Regions from separate parts of the Cyprinus carpio genome. Here region 2 is linked to region 1. The links are chromatin contacts, called in public Hi-C maps. All regions are on one chromosome and are shown on one strand. The core of a region is the stretch at or near the end of the contact, and the rest is flanking DNA. Distances in the headings are between cores, read along the strand shown. Region 1 holds the start of LOC109110367 (U6 snRNA-associated Sm-like protein LSm2). Region 2 overlaps LOC109089180 (lipoma-preferred partner homolog).

Region 1 (2,698 bases), core at 71-2,570:
AACAGTCCAACAAAAAAAAACTATTCTCAAATGTAAACATTATTGTTTCTGTTGCATAGCTTCTTTGCGCGCAGCATCCTGCAGCAGCTGTGTGTCCACTTCATCCGCAGGAAGCTGAACATATCGCACTACAGATCCACGGATAAAGCAGTTCTTCACAGACAATTAAAAAAAACAACAATAATAAAAAGTCATACATAGACAGTTCAGACTCAATATGACATTTCATACATGACAGACTCAAGTGGCTGAGGTTCTAGGCACAGACCAGACAAGTGTTCTTTTCTGCTATTTAAGTTTTACTTCTCTTTATCAATCTATAGAGTGATCGGGGTTTAAATGGTATGCACACTTCCTTATCTATAACAAAGAAGTTCTCACCATGTGTGGATATTTCTCTGGATCAGTGACACTGATATCGGTCAGTTTGATGTTCAGATACTGTGAAGGGAGAACACGTTTAATTCTAAACTGAAATTCACTCAATATTTGCTTATATTTCAATAAAGCGTAATGTGCAGTCATACCTGATCAACCGAGTGTAATGTTCCACAAATGCTGCAACATTGACATTAAGAATGTAATGAGTTACCACATAAATTACACAGGGCACATACTAGATTTTTAAAGTATGTGATATATTAAAAGGAAAGTCCTTACCTCAAGTCATTCTTAAGCTCCACCACAACATCTTTGCCAACCAAGGACTTAAAGAACGAGTAGAAAAGCTAAGGAATTAAATGTTTGAATGTTACATTTAAATTAAGGCCTGATTCAAAAACAAAAGTTGATCAAACGATATGAAAATGTGCTAAGATGTGAAATAACGTACAGTGCAACGTTATACACTGTGCGAAGCCCTTTCGCCAATTGTACACACCAAAAGCAGTTTGCAGTGTCTCTAAATGTACACACCAAAAGCAGTTTGCAGTGTCTCTAAATTACTAAAAATGCCCGGTGTCTATTTAAAATTTAATGAAAAGAACAACAATACAAATAGTCTGCGATTGGACAAGTTAGCTAGCCGTTAGCAGGCTGCTGCCATTACTAATTCCTCACCAACAGCGGTGTGCAGTAAACAATAATACATTTTAAATATTACAAACAGGTTTATTTAGTCGCTGCAACATTTTTAACGGAAACCACTGTTTGTTATTGCTAAACAATAACGCTTACCATTTTCACGAGGTTTTGTGCTTCAGATCACATACGTCATCAAAAAGAGCTGCCGGGTTCTTCACTTCGTGCTTCTATTGGCTAGACGAATGAAGATGTAACGCTCCCATTGGTGGAGGAATGTCAACTGTACGCATCACGGGAATGCTTCACAAATACGGAATAGGAAATAGTCTATTTATCTATTTTTTTGTTTGTTTGTTTGTTTTTTAATAATAATTAAATGATGCCAGAAAATGAACTTTCACTGTGTCCACACGGCTTTACTAGCAAACTTACATCCCTTTGTCTTATAGCAGAAGCTCTGGTAATTCACCCTTTCACCAGCAGATGGAGGCAAATAATAAAAAAGCGCGGGCAAAATTATTCGTAACTTTCGCCCATGGTTGCATAAACTTCTTAGAGCAGCCTTACAAGATAGTCATGTAGTTCTTTTTTCTTCAGCACTAGTCCCTATTTATTAATTTGGTGATATAGGTGACATGCTATATATTGGTCTAATTTGAATCGAAGAAGCAAGACTGTATAGGCTACTTGTTCCTTGTTATTTACAATATAAGCTCTGCAATGCCATATACTGTAAAACACGATGGAAAGAGGGAAACATGGAAAATGTGTAATTTTGAAAAATGATACACTGCTTGGATTTCTAAAAACAACTATTGGTGGCCTATGGTAAAACTGACTGATATCAAACTAAAGTGAATTTTTAACAGACCAACAAATAAAAAATCAATGACTGTACAACACTTGGTTTTATTATACGATTACAACTGTTCACTCTTCTCTCTTTAATAAAAAATGTTTTAAGCAACATGAAATGTTTAAACTGAGGCTGATAGAAATGATTGCTCTATGTATGACTATATGCAGTGACATTCAAACTGTAAAACATTCATTTTAAAATTAATATCCAAGATCTCTGTCTTGCTATTGTTTATACATTTATCAATTTTAGTACTCAAAGATAAAGAAGCTTATGTCTTTTGCCCAGTACTACAGAGTCTCAAGTATCAGATAAGAAGCTCACGCCAGCGCTGACAGCTCTCCTGCCATGACACATCAGTAGGAAATCATTTTAATGGCCGACCCATCTTCACTTGTGGCTGTTGTGTCTCATGATGCCCTAAGGAAAGACATTGGAATTGAATGAGAAGGCAAAGGTATTTAAAATATATATTATTTCAAAGCATTATAATCAATAGAGCTGTTTACACACAGCCCTTGCAGCTCGCTGTCACTTGACAGAAGAGTTTCGAGACCACTGATCTACTGTTTTCCACAAAGAAGGAATGTACTGTGGTTGTCATACCATCTTTGGGTTGGCCTTGTCTGGTTTGTTGCCGTAACTTGGATGGAAGCTCAGAGCTGTCTCTGTAGTCTCTGGGCTTTGGCTGAGGCTCTTGTGGCTGACCAGGGCGAGACTTCATAGGCACCGGAGGTCTATTAGGCCCAGTCATACCCCCTTCAGAGCGAGATGGCACCACTGGCTTCTTGGTGATGTTCTGGGGTTGCAGACCAC
Region 2 (2,698 bases), core at 107-2,606, 150 kb before region 1:
GCCTTTAATGCAGCCAATTCCAACTGTTGCTTGTTTTGCGGAGTTTCTTCCTTTATTCTCCTCTTCAGCTGGTGAAATTAATGTTCAATCGGATTTAAATCTGGACATTAACTTGGGCTATCTAAGACTTTATATTTTTTTGCCCTGATAAACTCCTTGACTGAACTTTAAATATCTTGAAAAAAAAAAATATTTAATGTTTTTATTGTGTTGACAGTTTTTATTTTGTTCAACACATCTGGTCTTTGGTTAATCTAGAAAAGATTATGCTGTATTGGCTATTAGTAAGAGAGATCATTCATACTCGTTTTGAGTAAATTAAATTCTGCACTTTATTATTGTTATCATTATCATTATTATTATTATTGGCAAAGAAAAGTTGAAAAAATAACATTATTAACCAGTATGTTTTCTACTCAAACCAGTTTCACAGAGGAACGCAGACCGCAATACTGATTCTGCTCAGAGTGAACAAATATTTTGTTCTCTCTCTCTCGTTTTTAAGCCCTGCTTTATGCAATTGACCAATATCGGTATCAGCCAATAGTTGTTTGTTAAAATTGGTATCGGCCAAAAAATCCTAATCCCTGCATCCCTAAGATAGATAGATAGATAGATAGATAGATAGATAGATAGATAGATAGATAGATAGATAGATAGATAGATAGTAATGCTGTTGACTGTTTTTTTTTAGATCTATTAACATACTCTTTCCATGCCTTGATTCATTTTCCAATATAACTTCATTATTTAATATTATTCATGTGGTGAAGAGCCATAATGTAATGTATTTTTCTCTTGTAAAAATAGCTATCGTAAAATGAGATGTCTTCCCTAGAGATCAATTCATTATATTCCCATAAAGATTACTTCTGATTCAACACTGTGGGTGCGAAGGGGAAAACATCTATGCTAATCTATGCCAAACTCAGAATTGCCTCTTGGATGGATCCCACAGTGTGTGTGTTTGTGTAAGTGAGTCTGTTTACAGGGACAGGTGTATGGCTGGAGAGATGAATGATGGAAGCAAATGGGGTTTATATAATGATCACATTTCATTACATCTTGTTACACCCACAGAGCACCAACTAAAGCAAAGAGACTGCTGTGATAGATTGGAAAGCATCAGGTTGAGTCAAAGCAGCAAAACAAATTCAGCTGCCATTTCACACACAGGAGTCAACAAAGATCACAAAGCAGGTCCTTTAACTACAGGTTTCAACAAACACTGGGATAAAGTCCCTTTCCTTAAAGCTCAAAGCAGGGATGAGGGGAAGAGCACTCCTATTGATTTTTGAGAGAATGCTCTGTGATTTGGGAGCGCTGTAAACTGAGGACGCTGATACTCTCTGCTTGTACAAGTGGAAGATTACAGAGAGAGCAGCTGTGCCAGTGGCCTCAGCTATAAAACCTGGCACAGTAAACAAGGCCAGAGTCACTCTAACAAATAATTCATATAATATAGACAGAGGGGAAAATAAATGCCTGGTGGATGTGCTGGATGAATAAAAAAGGTCAAGTAAAGTTAATCAGCCAGAAGCAACATTAGCTGGGATGTAGCTAATGAGTGCGTGTTTGTTCAAATTTTGAATTTAATAACAGGGTCACTTTGAATTTATGAATTGGAATATGAATTGAGATGACAGGATTTCCATTAGTCAATTTTTGCAACAAAACCAAAATAATCAGCATTAATTTACAGCAATTATGTATATTTGTTCATTATTGATATGTAATTTTCTCAATACTGTAAATTGTGAGTTGAGTACAGTTAACATACCCTCTACTACAATAAATAATAAAAATACTAACACTAATTAAATATAAAAATGTTGTGGGGGAGTTAACTGATTTGATCAGATTCGAGCATCTTCTTCTTCAAAAAAAATCCCATATAATGACAGTTCATTTATTACATATAGAAATACATATAGAACAGAAATAGAAATAGAAAATAAATGTAAAAAAAAAAAATTACTCATCATTGCAATTTGGAAAAGCCAATCGTTTTAAGACACCTCAAGTTTCATATAATTCTAATGCTATTTAAAATCAATATTTTTACAATAACATATTTTTTTTTTTTATCTCTTATTATGTCTGGTAACACTGGGAACACACCTAAATCTTTACATAATTGTTGGTTTTCACACATATTCCACGCTCTGATGGACAAACACTGTCATAAATGGCCAAGTGAGCAGGCACATATCAGAGCAACTGAGGCTGTTCCTGAGATTTAACCCCGATACCAGAAACTACTCAGGCTGTTTTCTCTCTAACACTGTGTTTTCTCTTTCTATATAAATTTTTCAAGTCTATATGACAAAAGCTTTCAGACACCTTTCTGTTACTTGTAGCTCTCACAAAGTACTTTTACAAAGATCTGCACTTAGACTATATTTTATTTAGGGAAAAACTTACCTGCCACTTCAAAAGTGTGCAGGTGCATGACCTTTAAAAATGTGCGCCTGTCAGTGTGTGTAGCTGTTGGTGTGCTTTAAATGTGAGCGTACATATTTCTCAGTGTGTATGTGCGTGTTTGCAGTACTTGTTGCCAAACCAGCATCACTTTGCTGAGAGCAACATTAATTTTTTCTCAGCTTACTGTATCAATGGCCTCTGCGTTTGGCGGAACTGAGGTCAAAGCCAGTTTTGCTCTGTATAAAAACAGAGCTTTTGGCTCAAATATGTGATA

The links. A called contact is a pair of places that touch in the nucleus more often than the background predicts.
Region 2: a Hi-C map of skeletal muscle shows a contact between it and region 1, with 2.7 times the contacts expected there. The contact joins the enhancer-like site here to the promoter of LOC109110367 in region 1. A contact is called at or near these places in 3 of 8 Hi-C or Micro-C datasets (liver and skeletal muscle).

What each region holds. Positions count from the first base shown.
Region 1 is chrB6:15,619,691-15,622,388 of ASM1834038v1, reverse strand. LOC109110367 (U6 snRNA-associated Sm-like protein LSm2) reads right to left here and starts at 1,320. Exons shown (of 5, transcript XM_019123426.2): 1 at 1,177-1,320; 2 at 661-728; 3 at 528-558; 4 at 382-441; 5 at 1-165. The coding sequence starts at 1,179. The coding sequence ends at 40. It overlaps LOC109110360 (phosphatidylinositol 3,4,5-trisphosphate 5-phosphatase 1-like), which reads right to left. Exons shown (of 28, transcript XM_042725853.1): 27 at 2,489-2,698; 28 at 1,913-2,302. The coding sequence ends at 2,250.
Region 2 is chrB6:15,771,094-15,773,791 of ASM1834038v1, reverse strand. All of the region lies in intron 5 of LOC109089180 (lipoma-preferred partner homolog), which reads right to left. Among protein-coding and RNA genes, the nearest start is that of LOC109089180, 110 kb to the right of the region's middle. Within about 2 kb of position 1,356, at least 1 of the 8 cell types and tissues checked has an H3K27ac peak or open chromatin away from gene starts, as enhancers often do. A contact at or near this core is called in skeletal muscle, where this site is marked.